2 separate regions of the Hordeum vulgare genome follow, and region 2 is linked to region 1. A link is a contact called in public Hi-C data. All regions are on one chromosome and are shown on one strand. Each heading gives the region's core, a stretch centred on a gene start, on an enhancer-like site or on the middle of the called end of the contact. The rest is flanking DNA. Distances are from core to core; before and after follow the strand shown.

Evidence for each region. Hi-C and Micro-C count contacts between places; a contact is called where the count stands out from the background.
Region 2: a contact with region 1 is called in a Hi-C map of seedling, with 3 times the contacts expected there. The contact joins the promoter of LOC123445882 here to the enhancer-like site in region 1. A contact is called at or near these places in 3 of 6 Hi-C or Micro-C datasets (leaf and seedling).

The regions. Positions count from the first base shown.
Region 1 is chr1H:467,610,587-467,616,802 of MorexV3_pseudomolecules_assembly, forward strand. No RefSeq gene overlaps it. Among protein-coding and RNA genes, the nearest start is that of LOC123445882, 86 kb to the right of the region's middle. Within about 2 kb of position 2,420, at least 3 of the 3 cell types and tissues checked have open chromatin away from gene starts, as enhancers often do. A contact at or near this core is called in leaf and seedling, where this site is marked.
Region 2 is chr1H:467,696,730-467,702,945 of MorexV3_pseudomolecules_assembly, forward strand. It overlaps LOC123445882, which reads left to right and starts at 3,273. Exons shown (of 1, transcript XM_045122815.1): 1 at 3,273-5,425. The coding sequence starts at 3,553. The coding sequence ends at 5,226.

The DNA.
Region 1 (6,216 bases), core at 1,170-3,669:
ATCCATGTAGGCGAGGAGAGTAAGAAACAACAAGGATTGCTCCCAACTCAAGATGATCTCCATCAACAATGAGCATCCATCACCGCTACACCTACATGAAGTCTTGTACGACAAAACCCAAGGTTATCTTATATATACCTCTTAGGGGTGATGTCACATCAAGGAGAAGCTTTACTCTAAGACTTGAGTATAAGCATCTCTTAATGTGTGAACACGTTGAAAGTTTTATGTAAAAGTGGCAATCCCACTTGTGCTTAAACGATGAGCATGACCTATGATAAAGTATTCTTGCTAGGTTCCTAAGTCAATATACTCATATATAGATGACTTTGTCATCACCAAAGTGCTTGGTAGATGCTAGAGTGATTGTGCATGTTTGCCATGTTTTATTTGACATCTTATTGTGTGAGCATGTTGGTATGCATATTTTTGCTCACTTCGGGATATCCAATTGTTGTTATTTGACTTTTCATTTTCTTTATCCAATTGAATATACAAGAATGCCTAAGTACCTCTCTCTAGTTATATATGCTTTCTCGTCTTAAATTCTATTTTCCTACCGTAGTGCGAGGGTGGGTGCGTCGTTCTTCAGGGCGCACACATGAGTGGACGGAAGGTTTTTGAGAAAATCAGGGGAAAACGGTGGGAACTTCTATCGGACGCGTTCTGCATCACGTAGGTGAGGTTTCGCACACGAAACATGGGGTTCTTGGACTAAGTGGGCCACGCTCTTGATTCTTGTTTTTTGCTTTCAAGTTTTTTCCTTTTCGTTTTATTTCATTTCTGTTTTTTCTATTCGTTTTCGTTTTTACCTTTTCTATTTCTCTCTTTTTATTTTCTTTGTGTATTTTCTTTTTCGATAGTTCAAAAAGTTCATAAATCAAAATTGGTTGAAATTTGTTCTCATTGTACAAAATTGTTCAAAAATCCAGAATGTTTTAAAATTTGAAAATATGTTGGATTTTTACAAAGAATGTTCACCAATTTGATAAAGTGTTAGTATTTTCAAAAAATGTTCCCGAATTTTAAAAAATGTTTACATTCTAAAAAAATATTCATAACTTTTAAAAATGTTCTAATTTTTCAAAAAAGGTTCTTTTTAACGTCAGAACAAGTTTGTGAATGTGAACACTTTTGTGATAAAGGGCTCATTTTTTTGAACTGCAATTCGTGAACAATTTTTGAAAATATGAACATTGGTGACAATGTCAGAACATTTTTTGAAAAGCAAGATCATTTTTATGAAAACCAAAAAAAAATTACAAATCCAAAACATTTTTTGAATTTATGAACAATGTTTGAAAAAAGAGAATTGTTTTATATTTGGAACATTTTGTATAAGCTAGAACATTTTCGAAGTTGAAGAACAATTTTCGAAAATAAACTTAGTTTAAAAATTGAATAAAATTTTGATATTCCGAACATTTTTCTAAATACTAAACATTTTTTTAAATAACGAACGTTTCTGAAAATACTGAGCATTTTCTTAAAATTTCAGACATTTTTAAAGTTATGAATGTTTTCAAAAAATGGCAACTATTTAAAAGTCAGAATATTTTTTTAAAAAGCAAAACATAAAATCAAATTTGAAAAACAATTTTTGAACATCTTATTTGAAAAAAGATAAAATAACCTTGGAAAAGGAAAAAAGGAAAGAGAAAACAAAAAGGAAATAAAAAATAAACAGAAACATTAAAAGAAAAAAAGGTAAAAGACAAAAAAACAGTTCAGAAATCCTTCTAGAAGGTTCCTAAAACTAATGGCTAAGCAAACTGAACCGGCTCAAATATGGTCTAGGGGTGTGTGAAGCCCCCGCTATTTGCCGCAAAATACGGCGAATAGCATTTTTCGGAAGCGATGGTGTTGTGTCATTGATGGACATGCCAAGGGAGGGAGAAGGACAGGTGACCCAAATCCAGCCTAAATTTGAGTCTGTGATGGATCGCATACGGATAAAAACGTACGCGGGTTCATTTAAATCGACACGTTAGTTGTCGTCAACAAAATGGATCGCCCGATTATAAATCACACGGCATACTCTACCTCACATGCCCAAGTTCCAGTTTTTTGCGCTAGGGGGCATGGCTTGGACGGTCCATTCAGTTCTGCTCCCGGCCGACGTCCTGTCTGGGCGCGTCGCCGTGCAGCTATACGGCGCAACGGCAGAGCAGCATGCGCCTCCATGCCTTGGCCTACGACCCGCGGGCCATCGAGGCCAACGGCACACCCACACTGTCTGTGTCTGTCACCGGCCACCCCTCTCCATCCGCAAGGCTGTGGCGGGCGACGAACCACGACGCTCTCGGGCGCGCCGGGGGCCATCGGCTGCTCCCCTCCGCGAACCTCAGCCGCGCGTGCGCATCGGCCGGGTGCTCTTGTCTAATAATGGCACGGCCTCCTCGGGACAGCGACGCCACACCGCCGGGGGGATTCGATGGCTTGGCGCATTGCGGCGGTGCGGTGGGCCACGGGGACAGGCCGCACGAGGGACGGTCGACCGGAGCTCGTACGGCGTTTGGAACAGTCGCTGGCGTTTATCTTGTTTCCGCTCCCAGCGCAGAGGCACACGCAGGTCCTACCCGTTGCTTTCGTGTGCGCAATTAGAAACCTTGCATGACACGTGTGTGCCGGCATGGCATGTGGCGGGCGGATCGCATAGGTGCTGCATACATTGTATCGAGATCTGCACTAGTGAAAAATATTTGGTAACAGGACTCAGGAGGACAAACTGGGATTGGCCAGGCACGTACTCCCTCCGTTCCCTTCCTTCCTAAATACACCGTCTAAGATATTTTAATTTTTTTATTATGAACTATGTATAGATATGTATAGACATATTTTAGAGTATATATTTACTTATTTTATTTTACATGTAGTTTATAATATATTTTTTATAAAATCTTATATTTTAAAACGAAGGAAGTACATGACATGTTAAAACATGCACTTGATGATGCATGACATGTGTCATCTCTGAGCTATTTTTTCTGTGATAAAGAGCACAGCCTAGAGGGCTCTTTGAGTGACCGGTTATATTGAATCTTTTAGTTTTTTAATTATAAAAGTTCTACAAAGCACGAACATACCAAAAATTATGTCGCGGTCTCTAGACCATCGAACGGCTATCACAACAATCAAAACGAGTCACCATCCGCTACTATCGCCGCTCCTTTGTCGGAACCAGCTTAACCTTGTCGATGATAGCCGAGAAATTTACGTGCATGCGTCCTCGACCCGCAGTCGTCATCATTGGACCCTTGAATAGATCCAACACAACTAATATCAAATTTTGCTATAGGAGCTGACAGGAATCTACGCAGTAGCTCCGTTGACTACATCGAGATAACCAAAATCGAAGCTCGAAAGACAAACTCGAAGAATAAGCTTTGTCATCCGCCCGAGCGCAGTACCGGCGAGGACTAGGAAACAATAACCTAAACTTCTAGCCGAGGCGAAGACACCGGGGTTTCCCTTGCCACCACCACCAGAGTGCCAGGCAAAGGGGAGGCAAATCCACGGGCTAGCCGCCGGAGCGCCATGCAGAGGAGAGACAAATCCACGGGCTAGCCGATGAAGCCTCGAGGGGATAGTTTTCCCTAGATGCTGAGGAGAAGCGAGATAACGTGAATCATATAGGATTTTAAAATAATGAATTCAAAAGTGTGTTTGATATCATAGAAAAAACAAAACAATTGTATAAAGAGGCTCGAGTGGATGAAAAATTTCTTTCTGAAATCCTTAAAGAAACCTCAAGGGTTGTAATGCTATGAATCGCATGATACACAGATCTTTTCCTTAAAGATCAATATCGTCCAAAAAATTGTTGAATTTCTTTGCATCAAAGAGCCCTAAAGCTTATTGATCAAAATCAATTGAGGGCATTGAGCCACCTAACAGGTGGCCAACAACTTCGGGGTGGAGTACTTACTTGTAGATCCACATCCAACGTGCACATTGGAGAGCTATTGGATGGTTGGACGGGCCACGTCCAACCTCAGAATTGGGCAACCTTGGGTTGCAAGGCCAAAAAGAATGATGACAACAATATTATGAACAGTTCCCAGTATTAGCCCTCTCCGGTCCATTGGGCTAGCTCCGTTACTGGATGTGCGGATGGTGGAAGAGGGAGTTAAAAATACACAATAGTTGTATCTAAGTTGAATGAATTTGCAATTTATTTAAATCGACTTTGTTGAAGGAGGAATGGTTGAAGGATGAAGCACACTAAACGAAGAACAAAAAAGGATTACCAGTGAATCTTAATCCAATGGTCCAGAAATTAACATACCTAAAATAATATGTGAGGTGACTTACGTATAGCAGGTCTCTAAATATGGATGATTGCGCAACCAAAAGAACATCTTCCAAGAGAGACGGGTGCTTTGATGTGCAAGAAAATGGAAGAAAGAACAAAAAGGAAAAGCGTTCGTGGAAAACATAAGAGCTATGATGTTTTTTTCTTGGTAAAGATAAGAGTTATGATGGGTTGAAGGAACAAGATAGGGATGGGTGGATGGAGCAAGACGGGACTATGATGAGTTGGTTGAACATATTGCTTCACTTCTACTACTCCTGGATTCTTGACGAAGTGTTATGGTGTTACTCTATTCCTATTTTCTAAGATTTCATGTCATTGGAGACGTTGTCATAGGCATGAGCATGTAATTTCACGACCTACAATGGGGTCCAGTCTCCTTTCATAGTTGAGAATGAATGGAGCAAAAACATGGAAAATATGTGCAAATGGTGTGGAGCGGAAATATGGGGATGATGGACTGATGCGATCCCGCAAAGGCAGGTGATGAGTGGATTACCCACTCTTTTCTGTCCCTGTTTAAATCGGATTTTCTGAGATAATTTGATATAATCACTTCGATTTATTTACTAGTGACTAAAAATGAAAAATATTGTAAATATTTTCGTTTATTTTGTTCCTTTTAGAAATGAGCTATTTTGCGGGCAAAACCAAGCTATAAAATAAATATATTGGAGTGAGGACCAATGCTAATTAATTGGGCATGCACAATGCTACTTGTAAATTGCATTGGGATTTTCCTCGAAGAGGAGAGGAGATGCAACACAGTAGAGATAAGTATTCCCCTCAATGATAACCAAGGTTATCGAATCAATAGGAGATCACACAAACTCTCGTTGTTAGCACCTACTCACAGAATCAACGCTTGCTCCCAACGCGAGCAAGAGGGTTATGAAGCCACTTGAACCCGTTAATTGGAAGGATTAAGTACTGATGGATAGAATATATAAATATAAAAGTAAATAACATAAAATAAATGGCAACAATATTTTTGTGGTTTTAGTAATACAATTTGAGTAGACCCGGGGGCCATAGTTTTCGCTATAGGCTTCTGTAGGATCGAAAGAAGGTGTGTCTAGAGGGGGGAGGGCTGAATAGACTACTTGTCAAGATTAAAATCCTAGCCTTACCCAATTTGAAGGAAGGCAGAATTTTAGCAATTCTAACAAGTCTAGTACACCCTACACATGCTAGTCAACAAATATGGTAGCAGAAAAGTAAAGAGTTTGCACATGTAAAGGAGTAGAGTTTAGGAGATCAAACGCAAAGAGGTTGACACGGTGATTTTTGGCATGGTTCCAATAGGTGGCGCTATCGTACGTCCATGTTAATGGAGACTTCAACCCACGGAGGGTAATGGCTGCTAGAGTCCACGGAGGGCTCCACCCATAAGGGGTCCACGAAGAAGCGGCCCTGTCTATTCCACCACGGCTTCCGTCCACACAGGACTAGCCTCACTCACGGTAGATCTTCACAAAGTAGGCGATCTCCTTGCCCTTACAAACATCTTGGTTCAACTCCACAACACGAAGTAGGAGGCTCCCAAGCGATGCCTAACCAATCTAGGAGGCACCACCCTCCAAAAGGTAATAGATGTGGTAGACCGATGAACTCCTTGCTCTCGTGCTTCTAAAGATAGTCTTCTCAACAAAAAAATCACTTTCTCACAGGATAGGTGATACGTCTTCGTCGTATCTACTTTTCCGAACTCTTTTGCCCTTGTTTTGGACTCTAATTTGCATGATTCGAATGGAACTAACCCGGACTAACGCTGTTTTCAGCAGAATTGCCATGGTGTTGTTTTTGTGCAGAAATAAAAGTTCTCGGAATGTCCTGAAAATTTACGGAGATATTTTCTGGAATAAAAGAAAAATACGTGCGCAAGGATCCACCGGAGGAGG
Region 2 (6,216 bases), core at 2,023-4,522, 87 kb after region 1:
CAAAGAAGTTCCTAGAGATATGCAACAAGACCATGCTCAGTCACATGTTGAAAGATTGACGTCTAGAATGGTAAACTATCTTATTGAAAATGAATGAAGAGGTTACGCAAATAATATATGAGCTAGTAGGAGTAATAAATGGCAAGGAAGAAACTCCTTTGAACACTATTAATGAAGTTGTTGTCCATGACGTCGATTTCATTTAATTACGATCGAGGGTGGAAGAATTAGAACTTTGGTTCTATACTCTACCTAATAATAAAGCATGGACCATTTCTGATCGTTTTTCATGCCATTTTACAAATAAACACCTCAATTTTGTGTAAATTAACCGACAGTACATGTTTAACTCATACCCAAACAGTTTTTTTTGCATTTTCTTGGAAACCCTCGGATGTTTTAGGTAATCAACCCGCCATCCGTATTTAAGTGAGCCAAACCTTTTTTTTGTTTTAACAGAAACCCCTTGACGTTTCGTTTAATCAATCCACAGTTTATGTAAAAAACAAAATTATCCATATTTTCAAAACCGCAACTCCGAGTTTAACATATTATACTGAATTTTGATTATAAAAATGTGTATAATATAAATATGGTATTATTTTGAGCTTTTAAATATTTAAAAAATTGGTGCAAATTTAATCTATAGTGCATGATCCATTTTTCTTTCGTACTGGTGGCGATCTGAATTGCAAATAAACACTCATTAAAACCAGATTGAAAGAAAAAAAACATCGAGAACCACGATTGCACACCTATAAAAAACCTCATGTGGAAAAACAACATATTTCTCATCTTATTCCTAGCGAGTGTGCAATCGTGGTTCTCGATGTTTTTTTCCTATAGTGCATGTGAATAAAATTTCTCTCTCTCGCGCGTGCGCGAAAGAGAGAGAGAGAGAGAGAAAGAGAGAGAGGGAGAGGGAGGGAGGGAGGGAGGGAGGGAGATGGGGAGAGGGGGAGAGGGAGAGGAAGAGAGGCACAGAGAGACTACATTCAAACACGTTTTTGTTGGGTGAGCACTGAGGCCACTGTCGGCAACACAAATATAATAACATGTGAAACTAAAGGACGTGGGCCTATTAAGGTCTTGAGTCATGGTTATCGGGTTAAAATTGTGTCTTATTTTCTTCCCCGTTGCAAAGCACGGCTCTTTTGCTAGTTATCATAAACTACCTTATCCTAGCAATGCATAAGCATTGAATAATTATGACAGTAAAAATCACCAAACACTCGATTAAAGCCCTGAAATCATGGTAGCTACTATAAAAAATATTCACTTAGTTAAATTAGTGAAGGAGTTGTTTTTCTTTGTTCCCCTAGTTAAGTTTTGTTGTGGGATTATTTTTTAATAGAAGAAGTGATGTAACAAGATAATAATGAGAATAATAGAAAGTCTTTTAAAAGGCTTGGGTGCCAAGAAAAAATATTTTTAGAGGATACTCAACCCCATAGTACAAAATAAATTGGTAAGCGCTTCCACCCGATGCGCCGGCCGACTCGTTCGGCCGGTCGCGCGCGGGCCGCGCGCCTCGCTGGCAGATGGTTGCAACATTTTTCCGTCAAATTTGCTGCAACCGTGTGTTTTTCTCATACAAACGTTTTCCATGCAGCTTTTTTTCTCGTGTAAATTTGTTGCAACCATCGTTATATTTGTTGCAAGCGTTTTTGTTTTCTACATTTGTCCACTAAAAAGGTTGCATATACGTTTGGTTGCAACTACAGTTCGTCGATTTTTCGTTTCAATCGATATTTTTTACTTTTGCTATAACCATGTTAATTTTTGCTACAACCGGCATCATTTTTTGCTGCAACTGTTCATTAAAAAAGTTGCATACACGTTCACGTAGATATTTGTTACAACCGGCGTTTGACTTTTGCTACCACGCACCATCAGCTTCGTTTTTTTCTACGATCATATAGATTTTTTTTGCTATATTTTTTTTTGCAACTGTTAAAAAAATTGTTGCATCGCTCCGAATTTTTGTTGCATCGGGAGAAAAAATGTTGCATGAAGATCCAACGGTACAGACGCGCGGGGGTTGGTGGATCGTGCGGCCCGCGCGCGGCCTGCCGAAGGCGCACCGGCGCAGAGCACTGCCCAAATAAATTTGATAGACTCAATAGTGTTTGCGGAAAGAGTTGTCCATGGGAACCAAGTTGAAGGTAATTAAGAGTATTACATGCCAAAACTTGTCGTGCAACCCCATAAGATACCCCTTTATGTGTCTAAGGAAGAATAGGCACACCTTGCAAGAAATACTAACAACTATGTTGACCTATGAACAATCCACCTGATTTTCGGCTATTGAGTTAGTTAATGTCTATAACAAAAAAAATTGACAAGTAAAATCTTCACCTTCTCAATGGGACGTGTTTCTCTTGTCGAAAGATGGATGCTCCTCTCACCAATGCAAAAATCATGTAGGCCTCGTTTGATACGGGGGGATTCAGGAGGTTTCGAGAGGCAAATCCTTGGGAGGGTCAGAAACCTCACAAAACCTCGGGCTCCCATTTGGTAAGAAGGGTTTGCTTAGCCGAATCCCCTCCGTTCCCCTTCAATCCTTTTCTATCCATGTATTTCAGGATCCTCCTCCACAGACTGGTGGAAGCAAATTCCCGAGGATTTAAGAGGATTGGGTGAAAGGAAAGGATTCATCAAATCCTCACAAATCCCCTTCTCTCAAAACCTCCCCAATCCACTTATACCAAACAAAGCCTTAGGGAAATTATCCAGTTTATCATGCAACCATGCATGCAAAAAAGGCTGACATGTTTTAATTATATTATACTTCCTCCGTCCCAAAATAAGTGTCTCAAGCCTAGTACAATTTTGTACTAGAGCTAGTACAAAGTTAAGACAGTTATTTTGGAACGGAGGGAGTACTACTTATACTCAATAAATATTTAACATCATATGCATTTTCTAGTTTTAATTCTTATATTATTAATTTAAATATTCATGTTCACATAATGTTTTTAAATTTTTTTGCAAGCAAGTCCCGTAGCAACATATAAATATTCATGTTTGATTTATATTGCAGTATTTGCAATTACTAAACTCTGTTAGATAAATACTGCAATTACTAAACTCTGTTAGATAAACAAACACCAATCAACGTTTTCAAATACAAATAATAATTTCTAAATTGTCATATGATATACACTTACATTTATGATATGTATATATTTGTTTTATGTGAAGGAACATAATTTAATGTAATACATAGCCAAAGTACCACATTCCAATCCCTGGAAAAAAAGCGCTACTATCTTTGCAAAATGTTGAAAAAAAAGTGACACTTTTCAAGATGCATGTCACTGTCAAAAACTACCTGGCGAGGATCAGAAAGATATCGTGCTAGTGTGAATTTTCTATGCCAATCCGCAGACTTTTCATATTTGGGTAGAATCCTACCAATGCAAACGTGCGCTCAAATGTGACTTGTGCGCCACCTTTTCCTCGCAAGAGCGACAGGTTTGGTGAGCACTGCACCGATTGAGCTGGTCGTAAATCATCTTTCTCTATGGTTCTCAGCTTTCTCTGGCCAGGATGAACAACCTCTTATCAACACATCCACTCAAGTATACCCGGGAGCCACAGGCCCACAGCCCACAGACATTTCGCAGAAATGAACAGGAGAAGGGCAGATGCACCCACCCAAAACCGTCTCCGTGCCTATATAACGTGTCGACCGCGGAGCGAGTGCTCAACGCCATCTTGTGTGACGCCATCGCCGAGAGAGCAGCAGCCACTCCAGTTAAGATGGCTCCGCTGATCACCGCCGACGTCGTGGTGGAGGCTGCGCCGGCCCCGTCCATGGCCGTGCTAAACCAACTGGTTTGCGCGAGCGCGCCAACGCCGACCATCGCCGTGGTCTCCAAGCATCTGGTTCTGCCGGAGGGCGCTCAGCCGGTTGGAGACCTCAAGCTGTCCGTCTCCGACATGCCCATGCTCTCGTGCCACTACATTCAGAAGGGCCTCTTCTTCACGCCCGCGGGCATGCCGACTGCCCGCCTCGTCAAGTCGCTCTTGCTGTCGCTGTCCCGCGCGCTCGGGGTGTTTCCGGCGCTCGCGGGACGGCTCGTCACGCTCCCCGACGACCGCATCGTCATCCGGTGCGACGACGCGGCCGTCGAGTTCTACCATGCGGTGGCGCCCGCTCTGTCGCTCGCCGACTTCCTCGTGCCCGACGCCGACGTGCCTACCAGGCTGACGAAAGATCTGTTTCCCATGGACCGCGTCGTCAGCTACGAAGGCCACCGCCGCCCGCTCACATCGTTTCAGGTCACCGTGCTCGGCGACGGCGCTGTCTTTGTCGGCCTCGTCGCCAACCACGCCGTCGTGGACGGCACCTCATTTTGGCACTTCTTCAACACGTGGGCTGGGCTGTGCCGCGGCGAGCCAGTCCAGCCACCGGACTTCAGCCGCAACTTCTTTGGCGGCTCCACGGCCGTCCTCCGCTTTTCCGGACGCGACGGCCCTGCAGTGACGTTCGACGCCGCCGCTCCCCTCCGCGAACGAGTCATCCACTTCAGCGCTGCGGCAATTCGCGACCTGAAGGCGGCGGCCAACCGCTGCAGAAAGACCAACGAGGATGACGAGGTTAACGGCAAGCTCGAGCACGATCTGAAGGTCCAGGGGGGTGGCGGACAGATCTCCTCTTTCCAGTCGATGTGCGCGCATATGTGGAGGGCCGTGACGCGGGCGCGGCTGCAGTTGACTGCCGATGCGACGACAACGTTCCGCATGGCGGTGAACTGCCGGCACCGCCTGCGCCCGAAGATCTCCCCGGTCTACTTCGGCAACGCCATCCAGAGCGTGGCGACGACGGCGACGGTGGCCGAGCTGGCTTCGCACGACCTTGGGTGGGCGGCGGCCAGGCTGCACGCGACCGTGGTGGCGCACGAGGACGGCGCCATCCGGCAGGCCGCGGCGGACTGGGAGGCGGCGCCCCGGTGCTTCCCGCTGGGGAACCCCGACGGCGCGGCGCTCACCATGGGGAGCTCGCCACGGTTCCCGATGTACGACGGCAACGACTTCGGTTGGGGCAGGGCGGTGGCCGTGCGGAGTGGCCGAGCAAACAAGTTCGACGGCAAGATGTCGGCGTTCCCCGGTCAAGCCGGGGATGGCAGTGTGGACGTGGAGGTGTGCCTCGCCCCGGACACCATGGGCCGCCTCCTCTCCGACGACGAATTCCTGCAGTTCGTGTCACATGCACCTTGATGGGGTGCACCGCATCTGGCTGTCTTGTATGTTGTCCTACGGTACCAGCGCATAGGATGTGACATGGCTACCACTGATCGGTGTGGTCGCCGGACATGTCACATGTGTGTAACACATGTTGCTGCGCAGCAGATATGTACTGGATTTGTATAATTGCAAGGTACTATCAAGAAAGCTCCTGGTCCTCTGTTATTTTTAAGTGAGATAAATCCTTAACTTGTTCCAAACGATCACTTTGGTTTCTAAACTTGTAAAATACATGAAACTAGTGCCGTAACTTGTCCGAACGTTTAAATACGGTGCCTCCGTCCGTATCAAGGCATACAAACTGCCCACATGACGTGCCATCGTAGCGTTGGCCCACATGTAGGTAGCTGTGAGATGAATGTGATGGTTGTTTTAAAAAAAACTTTCTATATTAAAATAAATTTTGAAAAAGGCCCTCACATTTTTTTTAAATTTGCCAAACTGCATTGGTCCCACATGCCATGTCTGGGTCCCGCATGTCAGCATGTGGGATGAAATATTAATAAGAAAAAAATGATGACAGAATTCGAACCTAGTAAATGGACGCACAATCTGCACAAATCTTATAACCACTACGACAAGAATAATTGTTCCGAGTAGATATTAAAAAAAAATTAAGAAATTCTCGCGTTTGAAAAAGAGAGAGCTATTCAACATATTATCTGGCATAAACTTTAAAACTGCTAGTGCATTTAAAAAAATCAACCCGAAAAACTCTCCCGTGTATTAACAAATTGTAAACGTGTTTCCAAAAAGTGTTTGTAATGCATTCCAAAAATTACAACATCTATTTCATGCAATGTTTAGCATGTTAAAATTTATTGTGTAAAATTATTATTATATTTCTACAAATATGTTTTAACGCATTTATATAATATATTGTTTGTACACAATAATTTTTAGTACATGTTGAACAATGTTCATAATACAATGTTGTTGGTTTTTAATAATTATGTATTATAA